2 separate regions of the Rattus norvegicus genome follow, and region 2 is linked to region 1. The links are chromatin contacts, called in public Hi-C maps. All regions are on one chromosome and are shown on one strand. Each heading gives the region's core, a stretch centred on a gene start, on an enhancer-like site or on the middle of the called end of the contact. The rest is flanking DNA. Distances are from core to core; before and after follow the strand shown. Region 1 holds the start of Map9 (microtubule-associated protein 9). Region 2 holds the start of Plrg1 (pleiotropic regulator 1).

Region 1 (5,151 bases), core at 1,302-3,801:
GTAACATGCAAACGTACATAGTTATATTTATCAACTTGCTTTTCTCAAAGCAGAGGGATTCTCTATAATAAAAAAAGGACTAGTTTGGTAACAGCAGAACATTGCGATCAGAACAAACATTATACTAAATTATGGACATATGAAAGGACATTGAGAAAAAAAGACCAAAATGGGGTATTATGAAACAGGAATCTTCAATCTCTGATTAATAAAAAGTGTGATGTCATTTCCAGTCTGAACAGATAGGTGCTGGCCAGATGTCCTGCAGAAGTACTTCTTGTATGAGGTGGCATCTGAAGCAGAGGGTTATGGCAGTCTTTAGTGGTACCAGTCAACCATGCAGAAGCCTTCTTTCACAACATCAAAGCATTATTTGCTTTTAAGTTTAAGGTTAACTAAAGTGACTCCATTTTGATTCTGTCAATGTTGACATTTCTTTCAAAAGAGTGGTGCTAAGTTTCTCCCACAAACATGAAAAAGTACGCTTAAATCACCATAGATCATCACAGCGGGACAGCTTTCCTCAAGACTCCGATGTCCCTTTGGGAGTTCCTCCCTGGTCACAGTGCATTCACCCAACAATTCTGCAACTGTCATTGTACTGTTATCTGAACTCAGCCTTCATCCCTCAAGAGCTATGGGACTCATGTTACAGCACACCATCCAGTGCCCATAGAGAGCTTTTTAGTTTTCATCTGATGATAATTGTGAGCACAGACCCTTTGTTCCTTTTAAATTTGTATCTGATCTCTAACCTGTACCATAAGCAACAGAACTACAAATAGCTTCCTGCTATGTGAGGATAAAAAAGGTCACATCTCAGTTTGTCAAATGCAAATGGGTCTTCTTTTACCCTATATCCTGCCCAAACACATGCCTGCATGCACATGTGTGCTTGCAAGTACACACACACACACACACACACACACACACACACACACACGCCAAAGAGGCAATAAAAGCTGAGCAAACACCCACAGTGGATTATCTTGAGCACTAGCTAAAGGCAGCTACTGTGCTTAGCCACTCAAAACCATGGTTAGGGGTCCATCTACTAGACTAGGGGTCCACCCTTCTCTCCTATACTCCTTACTCAGACACGCATCTGTAACAACTGAAATGCTGCCAGGAAGAACTTTCTTTAGAGCCTCTCAGTTTGTGCTTGTGGAGAATAATCATCCGAAGTCATTCCCATGGTGTGCAACTATGCCCTATCGGTAGCTGGGAACTCGGTGTTCTCTATCATTGATGTTGTTGTAAGTTTATTTCCATAAGTCATGCCTAAATTCAACTTATATCAGTCAAGTGGATACCAAATGAATACAGCCCTTACACATTATCCAAAATTGGTTCTTCCCATTTGGGTACCTGCTGTTGGTACAGGGGCTTTAACAGAATTGTGAATGTTAATAAAATGTAGGACAGAAAATTTAACAGTAACTGGTAAAAATGGGGAGTCTTTTCCTTATGCATATATTCACTTAGAGATAGTTAAAACAATTTAGTTAAGCAAAACAAATTTACCGAACAAGTTGAAAAGCGTAAACTGAGCTTTTAAAAGGAGTTACTGCAAATATTACTTAGAAACCATTTTCTCACTAAACTTCATATTTATTTTTCTGTATTTAAAATTTCTACGTGCTTATTTATTAAATCAAGTTGTCAGTGTTATTTTTTTTAAAAAGAAATATTGCGGAGGTATGGAAACGAGCAGGTTTAGTTATAGTGAATGAATTGATTTTGACATACTTTTTTCGAGTTAAAATAGTTAAAATCTGTGTAACTTTAAAAGTTTAAGTGTTTTGTGAATTAATATTAACGATAATTAAATGACAACGATATTGATTCTTTCAGCAGTACTTCTCGCCTGTTTTTTTTTTTTTATTTTGCTGACTGATTTTTAACCCGTTTATCAGCTAAATATAGAAAGGGGAAACTTTCCATCAAAGATGCGAAACAGGCTCTGGGCTGAGTGCATATGGGATATTTTAGCACATATAATCCCTCCCCAGAGCATACCTGCCCCGCCCCGGGGAACTGCATCAGTTGCAAGAAACGCTCATGTGTAATATTAACTGAATGCAATTCTAAATATTTCCCAATATTTCGCTACATATTACATTCATTATCCACCGCAATCCTTTAAGGAGGCAGTCCTATAATTATTAGCTTCTTATCAAAGCATAGAGACCTTAATTTGCATGTGCCAAGAATCAAACATGCAGTTTGACTCCGATGATTGCAAACGTCAGTACTACGTCATTCTGTCGGCTCTGCTGACACTGCACCGACTCACAGATTCCACGTCCTAACTAACAAAAGGAAATTTTGCATCGTGGCCACGCAATACCTGCCTATATGGATGGATCTTAACTGAGCAGGAGCAATCAATGCAGGAGCATTGTGGCGTGATGGCAGAGGGCCGGTCCTGTTTCCTAGGCAACAGCCATTGCAAATAAGCTGATAGGGCACTGCGCTCCCAACACCTACACCGGTGATGTCACTTCCTTGGTCTGTGCGGTTGTCCCAGCGACGCAGGCGGAAAGGCGGTGTTGGGTACCCAAGAGACCAGTCGGTTGGAAGTCACTTCCTCCCGGGGACGCTGTTGCCTGGCAACCGCCTTCCGCCTCCATCTTTTGCCCCGCCTCCAGCTTATTCCGATACCTGGTTTCCCAGACCGTGAGGCCCGGGCCGGGGGCGACACCTATGCTAGACCATAGCCGCTGGATTCTCAGGTGGTCACAGGGGCCGGGGTGCACGGGGAGCGGGGTGGATGCAGGAGGCGCGAGCTGTGGTACGTGGAGGAGTCCGGGGACCGCGCTGGGTGTGCGCGGGCCTGGCGCGTGCTGGGCCGGGAGCCGCGCGGAGCCGGCCGGGGACGCGGACGCCACCTGGCCAGCCCGGGGCGCTCTGGGCGGTGGCCGGAGATCCAAATGGGCCTCGGACGTCGCGCGCTAGAAACAGAGACTTTAATGCAGCCTGATGTGATGCAACTCAGTGCGGAGATGTTGTTGTTGTGTGTGGAAGAGCCAACAAATGGCTTGGGAAAATGTCGCTGCTGCTGACTGTGGCTAAGCATTGTTTTGAATACTGTTATATGCTAGCTGTTTCCGGGGCTGGGAACCTTGACATTCCTCTTGGTTGCATCTTGAAATAAGTCATTGTGGCATCCGCAATGCTATATGTTTTTAATAATGGAAAGGTGAAATCGTTTGGCAAAGTTTTGGTGATTATGTATTTCATTCATCCTTAAAATAGTTGTTGAACAGTAACTTCCTTATGCGTTTTCTTTTCGTGAAAACAGATTGGTGTGAGAATTTTATGTCCTTAACAAAAACCACTGTTACATTTTTAGGTGAACATATTGGGCAGTGTTTAAAGCGATTTCTCTTTATTTGGCCTGGGGTTGGGGGAGCACTAATGCCAGGAATAGAGTACCCCAGTCATGCATAAAGGTCTAATTCTTTTAAATATTTATGTGTAAATTTCAGCCACCATCCTAGATTGAATGAATTGTTTCAATTATTTATTAACTGTTGTATAAAAGAGAAAAAGGATACACTATGTCGGATGAAATCTTCAGCACAACTTTGGCATATACCAAGAGTCCAAAAGCTACTAAGAGAACTTCTTTTCAGGTAAAACATGGCAAACCATTTGGTTTTGTCTATGCCTCTATTCAGCACTTGCTGGTTCTCACAGGATCTGGCATGAAGCAGGAGGACTTCTTGTTTCTCTAAGTGTGTTGTAGGTCATCTGTCAACTTTGGGCTCTAGTATTAAAACACCCCTCTGTGAGACCCTGTCTCCAATATTTGCTTTTAAGTTGAAAGCCACAGAGCGACTTCAGAGCTTGTCTCTCTAAATTTCGGTTTTCTATCGTAAGCATCACAAGGACTTACTGTGCCAACCTTGCACCCAGCTTTTGCTCGTGTTTGCCATATCGATTATGCCCATCTTTGCAATATACGTAAAAGACCCAGTGGTAGGCTGTGTGCCTGACGTGCTTGTCAAACCCAAGCACTTACCTCCCTCAAAATGTACACTCTAACAATGTCAGTTTCTAATAAATCCAATCTCAATCGATGCCCCTAGCATTCATTAGCATTTAGCGCAGATTGTAACCTGCGGTTAATTTATCTAATACTAGTAGTCACTTCCTGTTTAGGAATCCCAGAGGAGATGGCTCAATTTTGCACTAAGTCTGATGGGTATATTGTACCGCATAGGCTTAGAGTAAAGTTAGGTGATTGAAACTTAAGTGTGAATGCGGAATAATCGAGTAATATTTGTTTAAAGGTCTCTTCTAAGTGTGAAACTCTGCTTGAACGGGAATTGACATTACTGATCTCATTTACAGGATGAGCTGATCAGAGCAATTACAGCCCGGTCAGCCAGGCAGAGAAGTTCCGAATACTCGGATGACTTCGACAGTGATGAGATTGGTATGTAAGAGGATAGACAAATGAGCCATTTCCCTGTGTTTTGCTTCCTTAGTCACATTTCACCTATCCCCTAGCCTCTCTTGATATATCACTGCCTATGAATTCCCTAGTTTCAGAATTCTATGTGTCCAATGAGTAAGGATGCCACTCTTAATTTTCAAGACGCAAATTACCTCTGCTTATTTATGAATGTGAATTCAAAAGTATGACTAGGTCTACAGTAAAATGCTACTCTAGGACTAAGCTAATCCTGGAGTTCACAGGATTGGTGCTTATGTACTGCGTTTGTAATACAGACCAGATTAGGGGCAGTGATAGTGGCTATGGTAACTAATTTTCTCTGCTGGTATAAAACATCGTGAGCAAAAGTGACTTACAGATAAAGAGTTCATTTCAGTTGACAGTTCAAAGTGATGTGAGTCCACCACAGAGGTGGACATGGCAGAAATTGGATGGCTTGGTGGCAGGAGCAGGAAGCTAAGATTCCTGCAACACACACAGCAGAAAGAGACCTGGAATTGAATCAAGGCTGTGAAGACTCAAAGCCCACCACCAGAGACATACTTCATTCACAAGCCAGTACCTCCTCACCAAACAGTGCCATCAACTGGGGACTAGGCAGTCAAGTTCCTGAGCCCATGGGAAACAGTGTCACCCAGATGACCATACTCTCTCTACCTTCTGTAACCCATAGACTCATGGCCAAT
Region 2 (5,151 bases), core at 1,242-3,741, 700 kb after region 1:
GAGCGCTTGTATCACACATCTTACACCTGGCGTGTTTCCTATCTGTTCTGAGTGTATGCATGAACAAACAGAGAAGACATACCAGTGATCTGCCTGTCTACACGGCATACGATTGCAAACATTACAGGCATTAGTCTCTATAGCAGGTTTCCCTTAACTACAACTTAAGAGCAAGAGGTGAAGGCCAAGCTGAACCTGTAGCACAAACATCAGAACAGTGCGGCTTGGAGACCTGTGGTAGGAAGGGCCTGTGGCAGGGATAAAGAGTAGGAGGCCACTATCTCTGCTGACAGCTTCCTCTGTTGTTCCCTCTGTTGATCTTTATGTGTAGCTGATAAGGAAGGAGCCTGGGGAGCAGGGACAAGAGGGCATTCTCTTATTTGACCAGATACAGATCACAGGAGCAAGAGCAAGAACACCACAGAGGTTTAGTGACCATCTTTGGAGTTCAGGAGTGGGGCTATGGTGGTCCTGTCAGTATGATGCACACTTCAGGTGACCAACAGTGGCTATGCTAGCCTTACCCCCACGCTGGCCCTATCAGAGCCTCTTAAGCAAGTTAAAATCTGTAAAGGAATTAAGCAGAGATTCGGGTCCATTGGCTGGATGGCCCATTCACAGCACCCTTGCAGAGAGAAGGCTCAGCTATTGCAGGTCAGTAGCGGTAACAGGTCTCTGCTTAGGCTTTTGACTCTTCAGTTAAATCTGCCAGGCCCTCTGGTTGTCCCAGTCGTGCAGGGCCCCACACTACCTCACCCATCATTGCTCAACAGCCAAGGGTACGACAATTGAAGGAAATTGAACACATTTGCATTGCTGAATGAAAAAGCAGCTTGGTCAATGAAGAAAGGCTTTCCTTAAAATCTGCACGATCATTTTCACACAAACGAATGTAGCATTCATATCTATATCTATCAAAATTTAGTCATGCTTGCTTAAAGAAAAAAAATCCTCTGCGCACAAATGAAGAGCCATAGTGACATCTACTGTCTATATAAGGCGGCTCGCAATGGCGACATCTACAGTCTATATCTTAGCCAGCCAGCACAGGGTTTTATTTTTAAAGATATGTCCATCTTACTCTTTTTGTTTGTTCTTTTGTTTTTTCCTCTGCGTAGTTCTGGTCCCAGCTGTCCTGGAACGCAGAAATCAGACTACCTCTGCCAGTACTGGGATTAAAGGCATGTGCCAACACCTCTGGGCTAGAATTCTTAACCAGCCAAAGATCCTGGATCTCTTCAAAAACAAGGAAATAGGAGGAGGGAGGCCATAGCAAACAAGAAGAACACAGGTTCCTATGTGAACAAGAAATCTGCCTACGATATATGTGATTTATGGATCTCATAACTAGATAATAGGGTCACTTAAGGTCCTTATTAAGCCAAGAAGGTAATTTTCACATGGGTGACATAATTCGAGAGTTATAAGAAAAGCAAAACCTAGTGTGGTTACCTCTAAGATGGCTGTTGTGAGCCTTGTCCATAAGTTGTGTTCAGGATGACTATCTAACAAGTTTAATGAGAGCTGTCTAGTAGTCATATTAACATAGATATGTTAAGGTCTTTCTAACATTTCCTTAGTGTTTTGTGATTTAAAATGTTCTTTTCTAGGTTATTAATATTTTCTTGCAAAGTATACAAACGTTGACCACTTTTACAGAAAATAAGATCCTTTGACTAAACTCACATTTAAATTTAGAAATGCCTACTTGTGGGCTAGCTACAAAGACGGCTCAGGAGTTAAGGCTCAAACTAAAAGGACGGAAATGACTGTTTTCAGGCTAAAAATGCGACCTTCATGTTTTCATGAATTAAAATATTTGAATTTGAGTGAATAATTATGAATTAAAATATTTGAATTTGAATGAGAGCACTGGCTCACATTGCTATACCTGCGCTACATTTTCACCCTTCTCAAAGTATTCGCAGTACTCTCTGAGGACGGGATCATTGAACTTAATCACAGTTCAGGAAGATGCACAATCAGTGAAAATGCCTTATTTAAGATCACAAATAGCAACTACATCAATATAGAAAACACTTGGAAACGATCGAACGTAAGCCACAGATTTTATCTGGGTGAAACACAAAACGTCAACAGTTTAGCATCAGGTCAAATAAAGTAAAAACAACTTAAGTTCCCAATGGTTTCTGAAAAACGGCTTGCTTAGAATCTCTAAGCAGCACTTAGCTTCCGGAAACAAGTACCTCCCCTAAACAGGGCTTTAAGGCCCGCGCTCCCTTCGCTCCGGCTGGAAGCTCCGCCCTCAGCCAGGGGACTCCGCCCAGTTCCGCCGAGACCCGCCCCTCCCCGCCCCAAACCCCGCCCAGTCCCGCCCAGCAGCTGCCTAGATCCTACTCTTCGCCACGAGTCTCCGCGCAACTCCGCCTAGCTTCCGCCCTCCACCGCTAGACTCCACCCCTCGACCCCTGCGCGGCGGGTTGCCAATACGCATGCGCGGTTGGCGTCACGTCCGGCGACAGGCCCCAATCTCCGGAAGGAGCGGCAGAATAGTGGCGGCGATTTCTGCGTCGAGCATTTGGAGTTTCTTCGCTGCTGAACGGGTAGACTAAACGGCGGCGACATGGTGGAGGTAAAGTAACGCTCGGGCACTCGGGAGTCGTTTGTCTTTGGAGCTTTGCCCACGGAAGTAGGATGAAAGTACTGGGAATCTGGGGAAGCGAACTGTAGCCAAAACTGGTGGTCTTGGGCTGTCGGGGTGGGAGGAAGGCCGATGACATCCCGAATCCGAGGTTCAGTCGGCGGGAAGCCTGAAGGAATCTTGCAGTCGGTGTGTTGTTGGCATCTGGCCCTTTCCTGGGAGGCGGGGCTTCTGATGCTCCCACCTTGGCTGGGATGCTAGTCCGTGCTGTCTTGTCAGTTTCACAGTTATTTCATCTCTACCCCATTAAAGCTTGCCGTGCTTGATTTTGTTTGTTCTTGCGTATCCCAAACGTTTCTTATTCCCACCCACTGCGTTCCAGATCCACTGCAGTCCTCCTAATCTAGCCCAACATCTTTTGCCTGGACGAATTCTATAGCTTCCAAGTGCTTACGATTAACGAACACATTGAAGGAATGTAGTTCAGTGCTGCTTTCTGTCCCAGTGTTAAATGTTGGTGATGGCAGAGGCCTAAACCCCACCGACCTTCGGAACCCACACTCCCGCAGCATTCACAACTGCTGCAGTTCTGAATTATATGAACGTCTTCGCAGTGGCATCTCCCAGAGCTTGCACTGTTTGAACCTCTATTCTTTGTAAGGCTGTCTCCCTCTCTGCTTACCTGTCACCAGAGAGAACCTTTCTTGATTATATCTAGCAATTCTTTTTTCCCCTCTGAGTCACCCCATCGAACCCTCCAAAATGTGGAATTATTTTGCTTATTTTTGTGTGTTGTCTCTTGAACTCTGACCAGACAGGAGCTTTCTCATCTTTGTTGTTGGCTGCTGTAGTTTGTCACAGTTACTGAGGAGTGTTAGCCTTTATGTATTTAGCATGTAAAGTGCGTAATGAATCTAATGTTGATTAGAGCGTATGGGTCTCTTCTAGCTAGATGTGTGATCTTGATTGTCTCTTTACAGGAGGTACAGAAGCATTCTGTGCACACACTAGTGTTCAGGTCATTGAAGAGGACCCATGACATGTTTGTGGCTGATAATGGAAAACCTGTGCCTTTGGATGAAGAGAGGTAAGTTCTATTCCTTTTCAGTTGCTAAAGTATTTTATATTGATAGAAGAGCGCAAAGTGACAGAGAGGAGGTGACTTTGAAAGGTCTTAAAAATGCAGACACAGGATACTTGGGCAGTAGCGAGTGTCTTTTCATCATAATACAAATAGCATTAACTCATTTTGCTTATTTTTGTGTGTTGTCTCTTGAGCTCTGGCCAGACAGACAATAACTCTTGTCTATTTTAAAAATCTAATTATAGTTTACAGATACCCAGTGTGATGATTTGAAAGAGAATGGCCTCCATAGTTTCATGTATTTAAATGCTTGGTCTCTGTTGGTGGAACTGTTTTGGAAGGGTTAGAGGAGGTGTGTCATTGGGGATAAGCTGTAAGATTTCAGAAACCTACACCATTCCCAGTTAGCTCCCCTATCTATTGCTCCTTTTCTCCCCCCCTCTTTCCTCCCTTACCTCCCTCCCTCCCCCAACAACCCCCACATCATGCTTGTGAATCAGACGTAAGCGCTCAGCTGCTGCTCCAATACCATGCTTGCCTGTCTGCTCTCATGCTCCCTACTCTGATGGTCAAGGACTCTAGCCTCTTAAACCATGACCCCCAAATTAATACTTTCTTCTCTAAATTACCTCAATTATGGTGTTTGCCACAGCAATAGAAAAGTAGCTAGTACCCAGTAATTAGGGGCATTCCTGTCACGTTATCGTATTTCTAGTGCATCACTTTGTGCATGCTTTTAGCTTCCTGCTCTCAGACTCTCGTTGTGCTGAAATTGTTCTTGGCCAGTATCTCTTCTCCCATCTGTGCTCCTTGGTACAGTGAAGACTTCTAAGTGGCATACTCTTGGTTCTCACCAATCCTAGTCTGGGATTGTGTTGTATGCAGTGCCTTTCTCTGTCCTTTGCTTTTTCTTTATAATCTACTTAATTCCCCTCATTTGCATTTATATTTAATTTTTAAGGTGGATTATCTTTTTAAGTAATATAAGTACATTTATCTTTAAAATGCAGAGCTAATTTAGTGCTTTCATTGGGTCTGACTTTTTAGATTACTAATAAAGGTGTCTATACAAATTTTACTATATTCAGACATTTAAAGGTTTTTTTTAAAAGATATATTAGTTTATGTATGTCTTTAATTTACTTGGACCCTTGAGACCTCATTGAAAAAGGTTTTGTGTTTATTCAGCTGCAAACTATGGTCCTGCTTTGGATTAAATGACTACTGTATGGTAGATTGTGAGGTAAAGTAAATACATATGGTATAGAAATACATTTTGAAATTTCATATTTGTTAAAATACTAGTTAACTTGAAAAACATCCTGGATCTGTGAGTTGGAATACAGTATCTCTTTCTGTACTTGTGTTCTGCTAACTGAATATTTTCATTGGTGATGTGTTTCTAATATTTAAGGATGCATTTCATGTTTATGATTTTTAAATAGTCACAAGCGGAAAATGGCAA

Evidence for each region. Hi-C and Micro-C count contacts between places; a contact is called where the count stands out from the background.
Region 2: a contact with region 1 is called in a Hi-C map of kidney, with 3 times the contacts expected there. The contact joins the promoter of Plrg1 here to the promoter of Map9 in region 1. A contact is called at or near these places in 2 of 12 Hi-C or Micro-C datasets (the A7r5 cell line and kidney).

What each region holds. Positions count from the first base shown.
Region 1 is chr2:170,004,196-170,009,346 of GRCr8, forward strand. It overlaps Map9 (microtubule-associated protein 9), which reads left to right and starts at 2,552. Exons shown (of 14, transcript NM_001135716.1): 1 at 2,552-2,738; 2 at 3,548-3,638; 3 at 4,360-4,444. The coding sequence starts at 3,564.
Region 2 is chr2:170,703,697-170,708,847 of GRCr8, forward strand. Plrg1 (pleiotropic regulator 1) reads left to right here and starts at 2,492. Exons shown (of 15, transcript NM_021757.2): 1 at 2,492-2,593; 2 at 3,583-3,689; 3 at 5,132-5,151. The coding sequence starts at 2,585.